4 separate regions of the Mus musculus genome follow, and regions 1, 2 and 3 are each linked to region 4. A link is a contact called in public HiChIP or PLAC-seq data. All regions are on one chromosome and are shown on one strand. Each heading gives the region's core, a stretch centred on a gene start, on an enhancer-like site or on the middle of the called end of the contact. The rest is flanking DNA. Distances are from core to core; before and after follow the strand shown.

Evidence for each region. HiChIP or PLAC-seq counts read pairs in DNA pulled down with a chosen protein or histone mark.
Region 1: an H3K27ac HiChIP or PLAC-seq map of heart atrium shows a contact between it and region 4, with 4 times the contacts expected there. The contact joins two enhancer-like sites. A contact is called at or near these places in 1 of 15 datasets of contacts at CTCF or cohesin (the NIH/3T3 cell line), 1 of 484 Hi-C or Micro-C datasets (uterus) and 3 of 115 datasets of contacts at active chromatin or transcription factors (embryonic fibroblasts, fibro-adipogenic progenitors and heart atrium).
Region 2: an H3K27ac HiChIP or PLAC-seq map of heart atrium shows a contact between it and region 4, with 5 times the contacts expected there. The contact joins two enhancer-like sites. A contact is called at or near these places in 1 of 15 datasets of contacts at CTCF or cohesin (the NIH/3T3 cell line), 6 of 484 Hi-C or Micro-C datasets (the HL-1 cell line, the N1E-115 cell line, cardiomyocytes and 3 more) and 2 of 115 datasets of contacts at active chromatin or transcription factors (the NIH/3T3 cell line and heart atrium).
Region 3: an H3K27ac HiChIP or PLAC-seq map of heart atrium shows a contact between it and region 4, with 5 times the contacts expected there. The contact joins two enhancer-like sites. A contact is called at or near these places in 1 of 15 datasets of contacts at CTCF or cohesin (the NIH/3T3 cell line) and 1 of 115 datasets of contacts at active chromatin or transcription factors (heart atrium).

What each region holds. Positions count from the first base shown.
Region 1 is chr4:82,314,978-82,317,677 of GRCm38.p6, reverse strand. All of the region lies in intron 10 of Nfib (nuclear factor I/B), which reads left to right. Among named protein-coding and RNA genes, the nearest start is that of Nfib, 190 kb to the left of the region's middle. Within about 2 kb of position 1,332, at least 25 of the 459 cell types and tissues checked have an H3K27ac peak or open chromatin away from gene starts, as enhancers often do. A contact at or near this core is called in heart atrium, where this site is marked.
Region 2 is chr4:81,564,153-81,566,852 of GRCm38.p6, reverse strand. No RefSeq gene overlaps it. Among named protein-coding and RNA genes, the nearest start is that of Mpdz, 120 kb to the right of the region's middle. Within about 2 kb of position 1,277, at least 33 of the 459 cell types and tissues checked have an H3K27ac peak or open chromatin away from gene starts, as enhancers often do. A contact at or near this core is called in heart atrium, where this site is marked.
Region 3 is chr4:82,265,017-82,267,716 of GRCm38.p6, reverse strand. No RefSeq gene overlaps it. Among named protein-coding and RNA genes, the nearest start is that of Gm11264, 200 kb to the right of the region's middle. Within about 2 kb of position 1,271, at least 20 of the 459 cell types and tissues checked have an H3K27ac peak or open chromatin away from gene starts, as enhancers often do. A contact at or near this core is called in heart atrium, where this site is marked.
Region 4 is chr4:81,828,800-81,831,499 of GRCm38.p6, reverse strand. No RefSeq gene overlaps it. Among named protein-coding and RNA genes, the nearest start is that of Gm11412, 87 kb to the right of the region's middle. Within about 2 kb of position 1,324, at least 18 of the 459 cell types and tissues checked have an H3K27ac peak or open chromatin away from gene starts, as enhancers often do. A contact at or near this core is called in heart atrium, where this site is marked.

The sequences.
Region 1 (2,700 bases), core at 83-2,582, 490 kb before region 4:
TGGAAACATAAAATGCTAAAGTACATCCATGTTGGCAAATGAAACCCGTGCTTTTATGCTTAGGTGCTTGTTACACAGTTATTAGTCATTGCATATCTGCAACCTCCTTTTAATAATGATTACTTCTGGTTAATGCCAGTTCCTAACTGCCTTGAAATATTAGTTTTTGTGATTTTTTTCCCCTTCTGATGTTGGAATTTCACCTATCATCTAAATACAATATCTCACTTGAATATAAAAAAATAAAGTCACTTAATTACGTAAAGTGTTTCAGGAAGGTTTGTGTAAAGAAGTTGCTAGCTTAGCACTAACAATAACCCTCCCTGTGGAGAGTAAGCCTCAGCTCATATAACTGATCAGGACGTGCCTTGATGGGATGTCACTGCCTTGGGCATTGAGGCCTGGCGCTGGCCTGTCTTTGGGATCATTAACTGGCTTACTGTATTTGCCAGTGATGTAGGAGAAATCTCCAAACCAGAACTGTTTCACCTAGAGCTTCTTTCTGCTATAACTTTTGTGTTGGAAGATGGTGTGGTGGCTTGAAGAACTCTGAGGTCCTGCTTTAGCAAACTGGGCTCTGCTCTCTGCTGCCAAACACTTTGTCTTGGTTCGGAACACTTTCAGAATGTTGAACACACCTTCTCTGACTTCCCTGTGTAGAAGTCCTGCTTCCTGCCTCGCAAGCACTCTGTGCACACTCCTTCCTGTCAACAGTGACTGAACTCTGTATCCCAAATTTTATCTTCGTGAGGAAATGGGAACCCTCTAGCAGAATGTTAGAGTTGGCTTAGAAGGTATAGACATTATTTTATAATTCAGGTTAACAATGTTAATATAAATGGATATTATGAGAAAATTCAGTTAAATTAATACCAGGTCCTTATATGCTAAGCTTCATAATTTGCTTACTATAATAGGAACTTTATTAATTTAAAATAATCTAGCTTATTCATCATCAATTACAGTTCAGTAGAAGGCTGCTTTCACAGCAGAAACCTTAGTAATACACACCAATGACACCATGACAGTTTGACAAGATTTGTTGTAGATTGAAATTAAAAGCTTGTAGCTAAAACACTTCCTGTGAGCCATAAGAGACCCCACCACACAGTTATACGAGGCCACACCAGTCTAACCAGCCATTGAATACCTCACTGGAGATCATAGGCAGACGAAATAGGGAGCTGCCTTTGCCTTCCTTAAATAAGACAATTAAGTCAAGGAAGCTCCTAACTGTAAAAACATAGGGCTTGGTCTCAGTCTCAATAGGATGTCCTGGCTGCCTGTGCTATCTGTGACTAGAGGTACTGGCCGAGTGCCTAGTCACTGTGGGTTTTATTGGTGCTTGAGCTTCAACATTACATCTCCTGTGTGACCATGTAACGCTGTTATTGCAAGTTCAGTTATCGACTAGTTACGCTGAAGCTGAAATGGTTTCAACACTTTTCTGGGCAGAATTTGGAAGTACTTTTCATTACACTAAAGATTTCTGTTACACAAAATAGCTTTTAAAGAAATTGCCTCTGTAGGATTTCTTTCTTTCTTTCTTTCTTTTTTTTTTTTAACTAAAACATGAAGTGAAATCCTCTTATAATATTTGTCCTGGCAAATGACAAAGCCAAAGCTTGGAACATTAAAAAACCAGCATTGAAAAGTCAGTCATTAGAAGCAAGCAATTGGAAAAGGACACAAGTGGACTATCAACAGGCTTCTCTGTAGAGCCCGGAAGCAGGCTATCAACACTCAGGCCATTCTTATTGTGGCTGTTATCATAATTGACAGCATGACGCAAAAGCCTATCACATGACTTCTGGGTAGGTATGTAAATGGTAAGAGGTCACTTTTCACATATGCCTGATGAAAAGGGAACAGAGTTAAAGGAAGTTTTAGTCAGTCTAATGGCTATGCAAATGTTTAGCTTTAGGGCTAGTTTAGAAATTGAAAAAAAAAAATCTTCCTTCAACTGGCTGTCTTTTATTATTCATTCCTTTACTGACTTTTCCTAGTCACCAAAGACAAGACTCTATATATACCATTTTAATTAATGACAAAATAAAATTATGTTTAATGCAGCCTTAAATTTCAATCAGCAAAAACACTGGAAAAAAAGGCTCTTAGTGGGAAAATTCTAAAGATGATATTTACAAACAATTTGAGCTGCACATGAAGCTCAGGATAGGCAAGAGAGAGTGACAGCATGGTGGGGTGGGGACATAACAGGCATGTTGGGGTGGGACAGTGACAGACATGGTGGGGTGGGACAGTGACAGACATGGTGGGGTGGGGCAGTGACAAACATGGTGGGGTGGGGACATGACAGGCATGTTGGGGTGGGACAGTGACAGGCATGGTGGGGTGGAGACATGACAGGCATGGTGGGGTGGGACAGTGACAGACATGGTGGGGAGGGGACATTACAGACATGATAGGGTGGGACATGACAGGCATGGTGGGGTGGGACAGCAGCAGGCCAGGTAGGGTGTGGTAAGAACCCAGGTTTAAAGTCAGGACTTTGGCTGTTGCCCTCTGACTTTGAACAAGCCTTCAGAAGGAAAAGGAACACATCCCTCTAGCATTGCTAGATACCTTAAATCTTACAGGCCTGAGTAGTTTCCATTGAAAGAAAGAATCCTTTATTTTCCAACTCTTGAACATATGACTTACAGTCAGTGATTTTCGTGGACTATTTATACCCATTTA
Region 2 (2,700 bases), core at 28-2,527, 260 kb after region 4:
GCACCAGTCATCGGCTTTGCGTCAGAAACGCATTTTATTTGGATTCAATTCAGACTTAACGAACTGGTTCCCGTAAATGCAGCAGATGGGATTGAGGCAAATGGAACCCTGTGTGGGGCCTCACGCCCGGCAACCACGGCTGCTCCCCTGCATGCAAGCCTTCCCTGAGCTAGTTGGTTAGCTAGTTAGCTAATTGGTTAGGCTCATTCCAGCTGAAACTGGGTTTATAATTTTCAGAGTTCTCTTACCAGTCCACCAAACTGAGGCTTGAGAAGTGACAGTCCAGCAAAAGCCGCTAGATAACGTCCTTCTCTCTCTGCCCCACTGATTCGTGTGAAGAACGTTGCCAGAAGATGGCCCAACGGTTTATAAAGTTGGCAAAGCTATTGCCAGACCTTTTCTTCTAAAGGTCAATTAAAAATGCTAGCTGTACTGTAAACAGAATTCTTCATAGAAGAAGACCACACGGTACCCAGAGTGGTCTCTTAATACAAAATATCAATTCGATTTTCCTCAGGAGATTCACTCTCCTTTTGCAATGCAAATATTTTCAAGTGTACTAAACACGTTTTAGCACCTCAACATAGGCACTAAAACTATTTGCATGCAAAATTACCCAGAGTAGGCAGACAGGCACAAGCTTATGCTAGCACCATATGTGCTGAAGAATTCGAGCCAGAAAACAGCTAGTACTGGACGGTATTTACAATTTAAATTTAATTTTACATTATTATTCAAATGAGCATTTATATATAAGTCTCTATTAAAATTAATGCTTCACATGGAACAAAATTTTCACCTAAAATTATACTTGCAATAGTACTGGGCCTTTTTGCCCAGCTATCTAGATCATTTAAGAACCACAAAGCATTTCTATTTGTTTTTCGATTCTACCTGAACGACAGAGTCACGCTTTTCCTATGAGAATGAAAAGTAAAACTAATCTCGATTGGAAGGCCGGAAATCAACACAAGCACAGACCAACCCTGACACACTAAAGAGTGTAAACGATCGGAGAGAACCCGATGCTGCCTGATGATATCATAGTTCTTTTCTACCTTTCCACTAAAACGCCAACGATCTCTTTCCCTTTGCCTTCCAACAAGTTCCATGTGTTTTGTGAACAGTGACATGCCTTTGGCTTGATGTTTTGTTTGCAAAATGCAATGTGTTTTACTGTCCCCAGAAAGTAGCACTTCTTTGTATACTCAGAAACACGATCAACTGCATGCCCTGTTTTGTGCAACCCAGGGAAGGAGCCTTCCACCCTGGGCAACAGCGGTATGTGTGTGAGGGGTGCCTCAGAAGCCGTTGCTACAATACCACAAACAGAAGGCTGCCTCCTTCACTGTCCCCGAGAGTCATTTTCTATTTTAGGATTGGTAAAGTGGTAAGTCTTTAATGTCACTGATTTAAACGCTGCGCACTTTACGTTCATCTTCACTTTACAGAGAAAACTCTAGATGGATCAGAAGCCAGCATTCATTTTGCTCACCTGGGCTGCTTGGCTGTGTATTTATTCTTGGAGGCCCTTTGAAAATAAAGTCTCCATCCTCTCTTCATTGGTTCCCCACAGATCCACGGTTTCCTACTTACAGCTAGTGCACACACATCATAGAGGTATCAGCCAAATAAATACAAAACTTGAGTGGGGTTCTTAGAGATTGTTATTTTGTAGTCTATTTTAATGAAAGTCTATGAACCAAAAGTAGAAATATCCTTCAAATACTGGGACTGTGGTAATCTTTATAGCCTGTGGCCAAGGAACTCAAACTGGAATAGAAGGAATAGAATAACTTTTTAAAAATTAAGGATAAAAATAGTGTCAAATGTACCTAGAATCTTAACTGCAAAACATATTTACTCCTGGATTAACTATAATAAATTTTACCTTAAACCTAGCAAATAGAATGTTTCTTTTGAAAAACTTAAAAAGTAGGGCTCTAAGGCTAATGTCTCTTTTGCCTTCTTTTCTCCCCCTTTTTCTTGAAAACCACAGGAAGCTGCCTTCTTCCCCGACTTGCAATCAGTCTCCAAAATGTTGAATCATTGCCTGGATGCATGAACTCAACTGTGTGCAGCTTTAATGTATAGCAGCCAACATTTCTATACATAAGTACTCTCAAAGGGGCTCAGAGGAGAACTAGAGACCTTTGGTTCTGTGGGTTTAATGGGAATGGAAAATCTCCACGTTTACACATCTATTCTCACATATTAATATCATTACATTTAAACGGAGGTTTGATTTCAAACATTGAATTAATTAAGAAGGGAACATCTACGGTATTAGAAAGCCAAATCAAATGCCAACAGCGCCCTCTACTGACTTCTAAAAGAAAACTTTTTTTTTTTTTTTGTCTAGCAACAGAAAGAAAATTTCTGTTTATTTACTTAGCGAAGCACCCAGACACCAAATTAAATGTCTTAGAAAATACCAAATCCCTTGGTAAACCTGAAGGAAAAATGCGAAGAATTTTATAAATAGAAATCAGCAGTCATGTGGATGCTCCACTACCAATAAAAATTTCCTGTTCCACTAACAAATTGTGAACCATTTCCTAGCCTGGGAGCCTTTATTACAGTCAGGGCAAAAGCTAAAAAACAATTAGGGTTGGGTTAACATTCGCATTTACTACCACCAGGCACAAATATGAAACTTGGATTCCGAAAACTGAGAAGTCTTAATGGAAGTTTCAGATT
Region 3 (2,700 bases), core at 22-2,521, 440 kb before region 4:
GGTAGGGGTGGGGTGCAGGGAGCTGACTGAAGACTCTTTGTGTTTGTTACCTGATTCAGGGGATTCTGAAGGTAAAATACTGGTCTCTTTTAGGTTCTTGCCCAAGGATCTAAGTAAGGGACTTGATTGGATAGGAAGGATGAGTCTTCGAGAAGTTCAAGTTCAAAGGAGCTACAGTTGCTGGAAGATTCCCCTTCCGGTAGAGGTCGATTGTATTACTTAAGTAACTGCTCCTCGGTCTAATCTCAAAACAACTATACCTGGCCTGAGAAATATCACAGGGGATTAGTAAAATACAAAGGACACAAAAGAGACCCCATCTCACACAGAGGAGAGGCAAGGGTTGACACCCAAAGCTGTCTTCCGAACTTTACACGCATCTGCCATGTTACATGCCCCCATACACATACTTGAATGTGGTAACCGAATGAACTGAGTGAATGAATGACTAAATAAAATAGCTGCGATTCATTGTGTTTTTGAGACAAGATCTCTGTATGTTAGACTGGCTTTGAACTCAGTTTTCTTCCCTTCATCTTCAAAAGTGCTAGGATTACAGGTGGGTACCACGATGCCCTGGCTTTAGTTACCAGTTATCAGGGATCTATTAATTGTGAGTGTCTCTACTAAGTGATACATACATACATATATATATATATATATATATATGTATATATATATATATAATCATATACATATGCATGTACATCATATACACACACATACACATGCATATCTCTGATCTTCCTGCAGGACCTGGACAATAGGTCCTTGTTTTTCCATTTTAGAAACATGGTGATTAAGACTCCATACAGTAATTAACCCTTCATACTCAGGAGGATAGTTTTATGATTCAAATTTAAACCCATGTATAAAGCATTTACAAAGATTTCACCTATCTGGTGATCTGTTATGTCTTGGGAGTCTTTCCCTCTACATAAAACATAACTGAATTTTTCCCTGGAAATGATACCCCCCCCCCAAATAAGAGCAGCCCGTGCTGTGACATCTTGGACATGGTATATATTTTTTTCTTCACAAGGAAGCCATTTGCAACGAGCATTTACAATCTTCTTTTGCTGACAGTAAAGGCATGTTGGGCTAGTTTGCACTGGTTTTAATCTGTTGCACTTCATTTTGAGCTAAACATGACCATTGGCATGAAAGAGTTAAAAAGGAAATCTTCAGGCTAAGCAGTGAAGGTTGACTCTGGCTGCTGCAGAGGCATATCTGATGGAGGGAGCCAGGCAGGAAGCAGTCCTGGGAAAGGAATCCTGAATAATGGGGGTGGCTTCCTGAACTTGTAGGCTTTTTCCTCCACCAAGATTCAGAGAACTTTATAAAACACCATTTCCCAGCAGCCTGTGTGGGACCTTTGCAGAGAGAATTCACAGACAACTTCACCTCAGGAGAAGAAATTTCTCCAAAGAATCCTGGATCATGTGGATTTACAAATCAGCAAACAGAAACTGTGAGAGGAAGCCTCAGAAGTTGAGAGTGCAAAGGCCGAGAACCTTGCGTTTGGTTGGCAGTCCCAGTTTGAAGGAAGGATGAGTCCAGTCTGCGACTCCCACAACATCAAGGTCATTTAAAGGACAATGCCACTTAATCAAGAATCTAAAAGCAGCAGCTGAGACCAGAAACAGCGCTGCCTGCTCTAGACTCAGCTGTATGCTAGCAAGGTGTTTTCTTCAGATGTGTTCATTTGTATGTGTATGTGGGTAAAATCCTAGCACCAAGAATTCATGAATCTAATCACTGGAATTAGAACTGTATAGGAAAGTCAAAACAGTCAAAACATCCCACGTGTGTGGTCTTACTTGCCTCCTGCCGTTCTCTGACTCAAGTATATTTCACGTGGCTATCTTGATTTGTTGACGACGTTGATAAACTGATTGCAAAGGTAAATGGGAAGGATAAAGATGTTGATGGTATACAGTTTCATGAATGTGATCTCAGAGAACCTCAGTGATGGCAGGTAAGCATCGAGCAGCCTTAGAGTCGCCATCTCTTCCGTTTATTCCAGGGAAATACATTGTCAGTTAAGATCTTGTGGTGTGAAGAATCCAATGTTTATTTACAGATCTCCTCCCCACTCATATTTTAAAGCCCCATATCTCAGGGTGATGCGATCAGGCATGCCACCTTTTTGGAGGAAGTCAGGTTTAGATGAAGTCGTGAGGGAGACGCCCTCAGGACGGTATTAATGCCCCGAAAGGAAGAGAGAAGAGAGCAGAGCTCATTTTCTGTCATTTGAGGACATAACAAAAAGGTGATTATGTCTCTTTCAAGGAAAGGCTGCTCATCAGACACTGATCCCGCTGACTTCTTGACCTCAGCCTTGCAGTCTGCAGAAAGACAAGAAATACATTCCTGTGGTTAAAGCCACCCAGACTAAAGTATTTTGTTATGGTAGCCCAAGTAACACATATTCAATGGTCTGAAGTTCCTTTGATTTTTATTTCCTATGTATACTTGGGAAAATGTTCACACATACTCCATATCCCTTTATTCAGAACACTATTTAGGGAACTGAGACATTAAATCATATCCTAGGCCTCTGTTTGAGAACAGGAACATTAGAGATCAGATCTGAACCCAACCCTACTTCATATTGGCTAGACACCTCAAGCAAACGCTTAGTTAAGGAAGGCTCTGTGTCTGCTGTTTCGCCTTTCAATTCTTTAATTGCCATTTCAG
Region 4 (2,700 bases), core at 75-2,574:
ACTATGTCCAATGATTCCTGTGAGAGGCCAGTCCATTGAGTGTGGTGTTACCGCTGTGGAGGTACTCCAGGGTGCTATTAAAAAGCAGGCTGAGGAAGGATGGAGGAGCAATCCAGTAAGCAGAGTTCCTTCTTCGATTCTGCTTCAGTTTCTGCCTCCAGGTTCCTGCCTTGACTTGTTTTGATAAAGGACTGTGATGTGGAACTGTAAGCCAAATAAACCCTTTCCTCCACATTTCGTTACAGCATGTTATCACAGCAATAGAAAGCAAACAAAGACAATATCTGAGTGTCCCTTATTGCTGCCATTGGTTTTGATGATTCTATACACAGCTTTATAACTGTGCCTTCATTTAGAGTCCATAATAAATCTATAAGTATTTTTATATTTATCCTAGGAGACTATAAAGAGAATTGAAATATTTATAATACTCAGTGAAGGAACTAAAAACCCTGAATTTAACATGGAAATATATGCACCTACAACTTTCTCTAAAAACCTTAAATTACCATTTATCTATCTACCTACTTACCTATCTATGATATGATCATACTCTATCACAGAACATCCCTGCTTAATTATTCCTCAATCACTGCTCCTTTTAATTATTTGTAGTGTTTATAGGTCAGAGCTGAGGGTTGAGAACCTGGTATGCTTCTAAGGAGGATGTTGCACTAGATGTCTAGGTGTGGCCAAGAAAGACAAAGTAAAAGGAGAGACACTGACAGCTGTGAAATGAAAAAGATAAGGACATGAAGCCGACTTTAAAACGGGTTGGATCAGCACTCAAGAAAGAGCATCCCTCAGCGCAGCTGACTATGCACTAACTTTATAATGGGATTTCAGGCTGGCTGTGAGCCAGCAAATTGCCTTTCTTCATTTGAATGTTCATTTGGCTAACTGATCCTTTTAGAATACCTGTCATTTTGAGGTTAACAGACCAAAAGAAGCCACAAAAAGAGTTTGATCTCTGTGTAGCAGAAAGCAGGTCTTGAGAATGGAGAACTACAATTAACTAGTATATAGGAGTGTCAACAGTATCTTTGGAATCACAGGATTTGTTGTGCAAGGAGAAATTCATAAATGCTAATTTTCTCTCTTTGGGCACAGAGGGTTTGTTCTCTTCCTAACTAAACTTGGGGACTTTATGTGTGTAAAGTTTACCAATGCAAAGTTAGCAGAGTGTACCCACTCAGATCCGGGATGTAGCTGAAGGAGTCTTGTTTACTTTTCCATGCCCCCTTTCCTGATTTGGTCCTCATGAAAACTGGAGAAAAGGAAATGCCATTAGCCTGGGCCTCCTAGAGACAAAGATAAGGAGAGCCCTGCAGGCTGACCCATATCAGGGCAAGAGTACAAGGCAGGAACTCACTGACTGGCAACCGACTAACATTCCAGGATGGTTTGTCGCCTCTACTTTACTAAGAATGGTGAATCATGTTTTCCCATGTTCTATCTCTTGCACTTAACATCTCTGTCCTCAAATGTCTTTTTTCCACATGGGAGTTGAATGTGTTATAGTTTCAGTTTCTGGCTTTTCCTTGCCCTGTGACTTAATGAATGCCACGTATATCTGGGATTTTTTGTTGTTGTTGTTGTTGTTGTTAATTGTTGTTGTGTTAAAACCATGGATGCATGGATCGGTGACTGTGTTCCATTTCCCCCATCCTCAGGAACAGGACCTATCCTCCTTTAAGATCAGAAATGGATGTGCTGCTGGCTCAGGTTTGAGTCTGTACTAAAGTGGAAGTCTCTTACCACTACCCAGTACTCTCCACGATAATGAAGTTGGGCCTTCTGAAGAATGGAATCCATCTTGTCTTTTATTGACCTTTTTAAAAAGCCCTACCAAACAAAAACACCAACCATGAACACAGTCCCCAGACACTTTTCTTCTCTGATGTACACCTGCATGCCTCAGCTATGTCGTTTATTATAATATGACTCTGGCCTTGCAAAGTTGGACAACTGAGTAAAAAGGCAAATGTCTACCATGTACAATGCTCATCTCACTAATTCCCTTAATTATAAATATTTATTTGTCAAAGCCTTTTACATTTATGATTTCAATAATTCTATTTTTCACTGATTATTACCAAAGTTATTTTTATTAAATATTCTTGCAGAGTTTTCCCTCTTGTGGCAATATCATCCATATGATGCTGACAACAAAATTATTGAAGTGTAAAATCCTGTGGTTCAGTCACTTTCAGTTAAGTTGTATACAGTCTTAATAACTATAATAATAAGAACAGCTCACAAGATAGTATAGACAATTGCCTACATTCAAAGGACCCACTAAACCTTTACATCAAGTTTCTGGGATCCAGAAGGAGTAGAAGAAGTAGTTGACTCTGTGGAGCTTTAAGGACTTTTCATCTTGTCTGAATTCTTTACATATTACACAAGGACATCCAAGAAAGTGTCAAGTGAGATTTTGAGTTTTCACTAGGATAAAGTTAGGCTGGATCTACTGAGCTGATGGATTGGGGTGGAGGGTATGTGTACATATTCCAGAGAGTGCTGTGCCCACAGACTACCCACATAGCATTCCTCCGGATCCCAGAGGCTGCCAAATCCATCACCCACCTCCTGTCTCCCTTTGCTTCTTATCCTGGCTTTGCTTCTAGTTCTGTTGCTTCAACTGGCTCTCTTGGTTCCCTGGACCCCAACTATCTCAAAAATCTGATCCCCTGGATT